2 separate regions of the Oryctolagus cuniculus genome follow, and region 2 is linked to region 1. The links are chromatin contacts, called in public Micro-C maps. All regions are on one chromosome and are shown on one strand. Each heading gives the region's core, a stretch centred on a gene start, on an enhancer-like site or on the middle of the called end of the contact. The rest is flanking DNA. Distances are from core to core; before and after follow the strand shown.

Region 1 (4,220 bases), core at 1,108-3,607:
GCCGTCCTCCAGCACCGCGCGGAAGTGGCGCGCCAGCAGGCGGCCCACGTGGCTCTTGCCCACGCCGCTGGGCCCGTGCAGGGACAGCAGCAGCGGGCGGCTGTGCACGTGCGTGGCCAGGTAGTCCCGCAGCAGCGCCACGATGCGCCCCACGGCGGCCGGCTGGCCGAACACGGAGCGCCGCAGCGCTTTCTCCAGCCCGTCCAGGTCGTAGCGCTGCGCGTTGTCGTCCAGGTTCTCGATGGCGTTGAGCACCTGGAAGCCCACGATGGCCACGAGCAGCAGCAGGCAGCGCTGTGCGCGGCTCCGGCGCTCCGCGCGCGGCAGGTACCTGCGGGAGGTCTCGGGGTACAGCACCGGGCGGCTGCGCCGGCGCCTACGGCGCGCGCCCCTGGAGGGCAACTCGGCGAGGTCGTCGAAGGTGAAAAACTTGGGCTGGTCCAGGGCGGCGCGCGGCGTCCGGGCACTGCAGCCCGGCCTGGGCGCGCCGGCCCCCGCGTCGGGCCCCGCGCCAGGAGGCGGCAGGCGCCGCTTGCGCAGGATGCACACGCGGCGGCGAAGGCGGACCACGGCGCGCACTGGCGCCATCACGCATGGGCCTGAGGCGCGAGGAGCTGCGGCCGCGGGCTCCGGACTGCACTGGCCGCGGTCCATAGTGCTCGGCGCGCAGATCACGCTCCCTGCAGCGGGAAGACGGGGACCCGCTCCGGACTCCGGCCGCGGCCCTCCCGGAGGGACCCCGTTCCCCCCTACGCCCCCCCCCCAGGCGCGGTCTGGGCTCGGCCAAGGCCTAGTCCCCGCTGGCCAGGAAGCGCCTCCTCCGTCGGGCCCTCCCCTAACCGGCCTCGGCCCGGAGGAAGTGGCGGGGGGAGGGGGCCTACAGCTTATCGGGCGGCTGCCCGGGCTTCCTGGAGGAGGAGTCGAGGGGCCGGCGCCGATCTGGGGTCAAGGCTGACTCGTCCCCGCCTGCAGCTCCAACCGGACTGCCCGGCGCCAGGCCCTAAGGCGGGGGCAAAGGAAGCCCCCCCAACACACACCCACCCAGGAACCCTGGGGCGGGGGCGGCCTGGAGGCTTTGACCCCCGCCCTGCCCCCAAGACCCCCCCAACCTGGGGTCCTTAAGCATCTGTGTAGGGAGCCCCCTCAGGGGGCTAGGGGTGGGCGGAATGATGGACCAGAGGAGGAGCCCCTGCCGGCTGAAGCCGCCTGCAACCGGACCCCCAACCCACCCTGCGTACCTGCGGCTGCGTGGGTGTGGGGACCCGCCCCCCAGCTCCGCGGTTCCGGGCCCAGGCCGGACACCAGAATCAGGAAATACTGGATCCCGGTGGCAGGTCAGGGGCCTCCCGGGCCAGCTCCGGCCGGAGGGGCAGCGGCACCTGCAGGCCCCTGGCAGTGTCCGGCAGAGGAAGCTCCCGGGAGGTTTCCGCTTCTCAGGGGAGGAAGTGAGTCAGGGGGTGCGGCGGGGGCGGGACTTGGGCTGGACGAGGCGCCCGAGGGGGAGGCCTGGCCGGAGGCCACCTCCCCTCTGCCCTGTGCTCCCAGGCGAGCCCCCTGTCTCACTCAGGCCTGGGGCACCTCCACAGACCCTGGCCAGGCCCTGACAGGACCACCGGGGCTCCCAGCAGCCTGAACACGAGGGGACAGCAGGCCCTGTGCCCAGCTGAGCACCTCCTCTCCCAGGACAGCACACACTGGAAGGGAAGGCCTGGGCCTGTGCTCCCCGGCCCCTGTGAGGCCTGGGAGTGAATTTAGGACCGCCCAGGCCCATCCCCCACACTCAAGGACCCACTGCAGCCCTGTCTGACCAGACCAGTCCAGCTGGCCCTGCACTCCCACTCCGGAGCTCGGGAGCACAGGCCTGCCGGTCAGTTCCCGCCCCCCGGGGGCCTCCCCACGGGGAGTCACAGGTGGCCCTGGCCCAGCCGCCCCTTCCCGGGCCTCCAGCTTCCTCTAGGAGCTGCTTCTGACAGGACCCAGGCTGCGGTGGGAACCCTAGGGCAGAAGCAGGCGCCCCCAGGGGACCCACTGAGGGGAGCTGCCCCTGCTTGATTGACAAACCCTCTGCAGTGGGCAGGGGTCGCGCCCCAGGCGGCCTGCCCCATGACCTGAGCCCTGCACTCCCTGCCCCACATGCTGCCAGCACCCCCAACCCTGGGCCCAGGACTGCCCAGCAGGCATGGCCGCGTCCCACCCATAGTCCTCCCTGCACCCTGCATCTGCAGCCTCCTCTGAGGACCCCCACCCCACCTGGAGGAGAGCAGCGCCCCCACTCCCCATCCCCCAGTGTCTGGAGACTTCGCTCCACACGGCGGGCCTGGCCTCCTCCAGCTCCCTGTGCTCCCCTAAGCTCCTCTGTCCACTCCCTCATCCCACTCCTCCCCCACAGACCCCCAGGCCTCAGTCCCCCCACCCGCGGTCAGCAGGACCCCCCTGAAACCCGGAGCGAGGCTGGAGGAGCCAGGCCACACTGACCACTCCCTGGGCCCCCCGGCCGCCAGCTCTGCCCTCTGCAGGTCGGGGCACCGGGGCTCCTCTCCCCCTTGGCCATGTTTATGGCTGACACCACAGGTGAGCTGTAGTCACACCCCAACTCCAATCCCCTCCCGGAGACCCCCGTCTCCCGTAACAGTCGCTCGGGGAGGCCCTGGGCCCCGCCTGCCCACCCTGCAGATTGAGGAGGACAACAGGGCCTGGTCCCCACCTGAGCAGTGTGGGGGAGGGGCAAACCCTGGGCGCCAGGCTGAGGGCTCCTGACCCCACCCACAGTGGTGCAGGAGGACCAGCCACTGGGCAGCCACGGCTGGGGTTCCACTTTTCCTGGTTTTCCTTGAACGGCTGAGGCAGACAGCTGTCTTCCATGGCTCACCCCCCAAACGGCCACAACACCGGGGGGGGGGGGGGGGGCAAGGCTGACGCCAGGAGCGCCTTCCAGGTCTCGCACGTGGGAGCGGGGACCAAGCACGGCCACTCCGCCACTTCCGCCAGGCCACAGCAGGGAGCTGGCTGGGAAGTGGAGCAGCCGGGACTCGCCCTGGTGCCCACGTGAAGCCAGCGCGGCAGAGACAGCCCAGGGGCTCCACTTCAAGGAGGCCATGCCCTCCCCTGCCAGAGTTACCCAGGAGGGCACTGGGAGCTGCCACTGCGGGAGCCGTGTCCTGGGCACACCCCCGGCACTGGCAGCGAGGGGCCATCACCAGGCCCTCGGAGACAAGCCCTGGGGTCTGGGGTCTTCCTGTGGGCCTGGCCCATAAACCACCCCGGGCTGAGCAGCCACGGCCACGGCCAGGAGAGCTGGCTGTGTCCACCGCACTGCCCGACACCAGCAGACACCTCACGCCCCTGTGTACCAAAACACCTTTATTTACATGAGTGAGGCCTCCCCATGCGCCGCTGCCCCCGGGCTGAGCAGGGAGTCCAGGGCCCAGGTGGGCTCAGGACACGGAGGGAGGGCTCCACCGCCAGACCCCAGCAAAGGTCCGGCTTTGGTCTGGCAATGCAGGTGGACCCCTCCACCCCCCATCCCCCGAAGCCTCACCCGGGCTCCACCCCAGACCACAGGCCAGCCGTGAGCACCTGAAAGGCAAGGCAGGACCCCCAACCCCCGTGCCCCCCGAGGGCAGAACCCAGATCTCCCGTGCCCAGCAGCCACCGTCCCCCACACGGCCCCAGGTGGGCGGAGGCGCGGGAAGGGTGGAAGGAGCCCAGCTGCACAGCGGCCTCAGAGCCCAGCCGGGGCCGGCACGTGGGCGAGGGGCAGCTCCAGGGCCGGCGTCTCCGGGGCCTGGGCAGGGCTGGACTTGCGGTGGTCCAGCTGCTCCAGCTTCTCTCCGAGCTGCGAGTAAAGTTCCTTTACCGCCTCCCCGCTCTGCAGGAAAACCACGTCGGCGCTCAGGCCCGGCGGGGCCCACCACACCCCGCCGCCAGCGCCGCCCGGCCGGCACCCACCTGGCCCGTGGGCTCCAGGGCCTTCTGCAGGGCCTGCAGCTTGGCGGGGGCCACCCTGGGGTGCAGGTGCAGGAGCAGCCGCAGCACGTGCCGGTGCACGTTCTCCTTCCTGCAAGGGAGGGGCAGCAGACCCTGGCCCCCCCGGAACGCCCCCCCGGAACGCCCAGCCCCCCCCCCCGGCGGCAGCCTACCTGGGCGAGGCGGTGAGGAGGAAGCCGTCGAACAGGCTGCTGCAGAAATCCTCCAGGGCAAACTCGTCCGCCAGCAGCGCC
Region 2 (4,703 bases), core at 2,082-4,581, 170 kb before region 1:
AAGTCCTTGGGCCCCTGCACCCACATGGGAGACCCAGAAGAATCCCCTGGCTCCTGGCTTTGGCTCAGCGCAACTCTGGCCATTGTGGCCAATTGGGGAGCAGATGGAAGACCTCTCTCTCTTTCAAATAAATAAAATAAATCTTTTTTAAAAAAGAGTTATTTGAAAGGCAGATACTGAATACTGAGAGAAAGAGCTGGTGCTGTGCCTCTGCCGCCCCCGTGGGAGACCGAGAAGCTCTGGCTTCAGACCTACTCAGCTCCAGCCGTTCCAGCAGTCTGGGGAGTAAACCAGTGGATAGAAGATGGATCTGTCTCCCCCTCTCTGTAACTCTGCCTGTAACATAAATAGATCTAAAGAAAGGAGTACCTTTCAGAAATAATTTTTACACAACTCCATCTATATTTGGAAAAGACGTAATACCAGACAAAACGTCTTCCTGTGTTTTAAGATTTATTTATTTGGAAGGCAGAATTAGTGAGCAGGCTTCTTTCTGCTCGGTCACTCCCCAGATGGCTGCAGTGGCCAGGGCCAGGGTTGAGCCAGGCTGAAGCCAGGGTCCTGGAACTCCATCCAGCTGTCCCCCGTGCGTGGCAGCAGCCCAAGTACCTGAGCCGTCATCTGCTGCTTCCCAGGGAGCTGGAGCAGAAGCGACTCGCCTTCCTCTAGTTTCCTGGCTGCTCTGACAGCGTGGGGCCTTGCTCTTGGACCACTGCCCCCTCACGGCCACACCTCACCCTCTCTGTTTCTGGGGTCCTTTGCTGCATGGCTGTGTGCCAGTCCCCCCACCCTCCACGTGGCTGTAACAGCGCCGCACGAAGCAGGAGGTCGTGCGCTACCCTGCAGCTGCTGTCCGAGCCCGTTCTCTGTGCCCTCACCAAGAGCAGCACAGCCACGGCCGTCTGGCTCCTCAGCGAGCTGGTTTTCAGTTCCGTACATGCTTGTGTCCCGTTTGCTCATGCAGCTCCTTCCCACCCTTCACTTTTTAAGTCTTAACTGCGGCGTATTCCCCTGAGAAGCCTTGTGACTTGAGCTGGAAACATGCCCTCACGTGTGGTTCCATGGCCGTCTGGTTTCTCTGAGGCACACCCAGCACTGCAAGCGACGTCTGGCTTTCTTTGCCACCTGTCCACATCCTGATTCCTTTGCAGGACACAGAAAGTAAAGTTTGCTGCTGCCCAGTAAACTATTCGTAAGGGAGGGGCTGCTCAGGTTGGGGTCTCCCTTGAAGGGTGGACAGGGGCCACCTGGGGACTTGACCACTTGTGACATTGTATTTCTCTGTGCTCTTGTCTCTCGCTCCAGAGAAGCAGGAGGCAACAGTCTTGGTGTCCCACACGATGCCCAACTCGCTGGTATATGGGGCCGACTGGTCCTGGCTCCCGTCCTGTTCACCACAGCCCGGGCCCTCCTCATCGGCCTTTCCACGCAGCAACGAGGGAGCCAGACCAGCAGACACAGCCACAAACAAGCCCCCGGGGCCCTCTCTCGACCACCTAGTGGCCAGTAAGGGGGAGGACCACGCAAGATCCCCAGGCACAGTCAACCCACTGGCCTCTCTCCTACCGCTCACAGAGATGAGCAGCAATGGCAGTCAGCTGCACGCCACAGCCAAGGCGTGCAACTGTGACCCTGACCTGCAAGAGGCAAACTTGGATGGCAGCCTCCTGGCCACCTGTTCATTCTATGATCACGTTCTCCACCTTTGGAAATGGGAAGTGAACGGAGCTCAAGACCCTCCCCCCAGCCACGCTGAGGAAACTGCCCAATGCAGGCGGCCAGCGTCTGTCAGCAAGGCTTCCCTGCAGGACCACTGAAGAGCCCTGGTGTCTACCTGGCAGGGACTGGGGCACCAGCCCACAGCTTGTTACTTCTCAGGTGATGTTGACCTTCAGCCCTTTGGCTTATGTTAATTAAAACAAGCCCGAGAAGTTACTGTTACGTCAGAAGTAACTCTGGATGGACATTAAAAGGCCACCTTGGAGTAGGCATTTGGGACACCCATGATGCACATCAGAGTGGCTGCCTTGGGGCTGGTGTTGTGGCTTAGCAGGTAAAGCTGCCGCTTATTATGGAGTCCCGTGTGGGCACAGGTTCGAGTCCTGGCTGCTCCACTTCCAACCCAGTTCCCTGGAAATGCACCAGGCAAAGCAGGGGAGGATGGTCCAAGTGCTTGGGCCCCCCCTGCACCCACATCGGAGAGCCAGATGAAGCGCCTGGCTCCAGCATGGCCCAGTGCCAGCTGTTGCAGCCATTTGGGGAGTGAACCAGTGGGTGGAAGACCTCTGTATCTCTTTATAACTCAAATAAATATATATATATTTTTAAAGTGTCTCAGTTGGAGTCTTAGCTCCTGCTTCCTGCAAATACACAACTTGGGAAGCAGTAGGCGAAGTCCCAAGTTACCTGGACCCCTGCCACCTACATGGGAGGTCCAGATGGAGTTTGTGGCTCCTGGCTTTGGCTGTTGTGAGCATATGGTGGGTAAATCAATAGATGGGAACTCTTGGTCTCAAATTTTAAATCACATCGTGGAACCATGAAACTATGCAGATGAGCGACGGGAAGACAGGGAGGCTTCTGGGTTGTGCTGGGATCATTAGCCTGCGATGTGGGCCGTCTACAGGGCACCCACTCCTCACTGTGGAGTAACTGGGATGCCCCTGATGTCTTGTCTGGGAGGAGCTGCGTGGCTGAAGTGCGGAATGCCAGCAGCCCGGGCTGTCCAGACTTCCCTGCATCCCTACCTCGGGCCCAGGACGACCTTTCACCAAGCCGAGCTGTGGTCCCGCGTGGCCTGCCTGGGCAGTGAGTGGAATCTGCCGCGTGACCACGTGACCTGATGCCACCCACACAGACACCCCGTGGGGACGCGAAGGGCTTTTAATGGACAAGGGGCGCGGGAAGGCCCCCGGGGCGGGAGTCAGCGCGGGAAGTTCTTGGGGTACAGCTGGAAGAGCTTGCCCTCCTGGGTGCGCTCGAAGCCGTACTTCTCCAAGTTCTCGGGGTCGAAAGCACCTTCTCGAAAGTCCTTCTCGATCGCAGGGGCCGCGGTGTCCAGGAACAGCGCTTTGGCCGTCAGGGGCTCGTCGGCGCCCGCGGGGGCGCGGTAGGACACGTAGGGCTTGAGCTTGAAGCCGGCCAGGTCCGGCACCACGAACTCCGGAGCCATCTCCTTCACCGGCACGAACCTCCCGCCCGAGGCGCGCACGCCGGTGCCCTTGGCGCCGCGGCCCTTGTTGAAGGTGCGCGGCCCGCGCTTGCTCGTCCACTGGCTCATGCGGTCCGCACCGCGGACCAGGCCCCGGGTCACCGCGGTCAGGATGCCCATGCGTGCCCTGCGACGAGATGAGCTGTGAGACCCACGGTCACGGCCACCCGCCGAGCTGCCGGGGCGCGGACCCCGCGCGCGCACCCACCTGGACGGAGACGCGGCCCGCCGCTCCCACTCGGTCCGTGCAGCGCGACCCCGGCCACCGCCTCGCTCCGCTTCCGGCCGCCGGCACCACGCAGCAAGGGCGTCTTCGATTGGCTGCCGCCGCCGCCAGCGGGCGTGGCCGCAAGGGCCTCAGCCAATGCGCGGAGAGGTCCGGAGTCGGGCGCGGGCGCGCGGGACCCGAGTCACCGCCCCGCGCCCGAGGGCGCTGCTCCGGGCCGAGGCGCTCTGGGGCGGGGGTGGCGCTCCCGGGCTGAGGCGCTGAGGGCAGGGGCGCCCTCAGGCCCTCGCCCTGAGCCGGGACGCGCGGCCGCGGGCGTCCTCCGCGCTCCGCGCCGCCTCAGTTCCAGTGACAGCCTGAGGCGGGGCGCGCGGGCGGAGTGCGCAGCCGCCCTGCCTGCCCCGAGCACCTCCTGAGGGCCGGGGTCCTCTTTCACCGCGCGCCCGGCCTGCGGGGCTCCCAGGGCCGTCGTGGTCCCCGAGGTCATCGTTTGGGTCCCCCGAGTCCGACCGCGCTGGGTCCTGTCCCTCCTCAGCCCTAGGCCCCGCCCCGGCCCTGGAGAGGGACAAACTCGCGCGCAGCTGCCCTAGGCCTGGCGGGGCCGCCCGGACCCTGCCTGGACCTGCCCGGCGCTGCGCCCAGTGACTCGTTTCCCCGCTGGCCACGTGAGGGCTGCTGACGGAGGGACGGGCTCTGAGCCAGGCAGTTTCTCTTCAGAGAGCAGAGTGTGCTGCAGACTTCCCGTGCAAACCTAATCTGGCCTGGGGAGCCCCCGGGGAGGGCTGACCCCGCGGCCGCCCAGGTGCCGCCCCTTCAGCTATGGAGGAGGAAGAGGCCTGCCCGGAGGTGGGTAGGTGGGTACGGGGCGTGAGGAGGCCGCCGGGCGCCGAGGCGGGACCGCGGCCCGCTCACGCTCTGCGTGGTGGTTCCCTCTGCGACTTGCAGCGCTGGTTTTGTGCAGTGTCGCTGTCCCAATCTGTAGCCGCACCGCGAAGCGTTTACTCACGAGCCGGGAATTAGACCCCTTAAGACAATCTCCGGAGCTAGAAAAGCCTGGGGCTGCCAATATGGTGCAGAGGGCTTCAGCCGCGGCCTGCAGCACCGCCATCCCATGTGGGCACGGGTTCGAGTCCCAGCTGCTCCACTTCCAATCCAGCTCCCTGCTAACGCGCCTGGGAAAGCGGTAGAGATGGTCCAAGTGCCTGGACCCCTGCACCCACCTGGGAGACTCCGCTGAAGCTTCCGGCTCCCCCAGCCCTAGCTGTT

What was found. Hi-C and Micro-C count contacts between places; a contact is called where the count stands out from the background.
Region 2: a Micro-C map of ear pinna shows a contact between it and region 1, with 3 times the contacts expected there. The contact joins the promoter of MRPL41 here to the promoter of TOR4A in region 1. A contact is called at or near these places in 2 of 6 Hi-C or Micro-C datasets (ear pinna and an unstated tissue).

Annotation. Positions count from the first base shown.
Region 1 is chr1:237,531,887-237,536,106 of mOryCun1.1, reverse strand. TOR4A (torsin family 4 member A) reads right to left here and starts at 2,357. Exons shown (of 2, transcript XM_070059600.1): 1 at 1,239-2,357. NELFB (negative elongation factor complex member B) reads right to left here. Exons shown (of 13, transcript XM_051838902.2): 11 at 4,140-4,220; 12 at 3,949-4,057; 13 at 3,346-3,868. The coding sequence ends at 3,722.
Region 2 is chr1:237,703,876-237,708,578 of mOryCun1.1, reverse strand. MRPL41 (mitochondrial ribosomal protein L41) reads right to left here and starts at 3,331. Exons shown (of 1, transcript XM_002723053.5): 1 at 2,866-3,331. The coding sequence starts at 3,331. The coding sequence ends at 2,924. It overlaps PNPLA7 (patatin like phospholipase domain containing 7), which reads left to right and starts at 4,145. Exons shown (of 39, transcript XM_051838879.2): 1 at 4,145-4,283. The coding sequence starts at 4,257. DPH7 (diphthamide biosynthesis 7) reads left to right here. Exons shown (of 8, transcript XM_070059708.1): 8 at 1,306-2,329. The coding sequence ends at 1,817.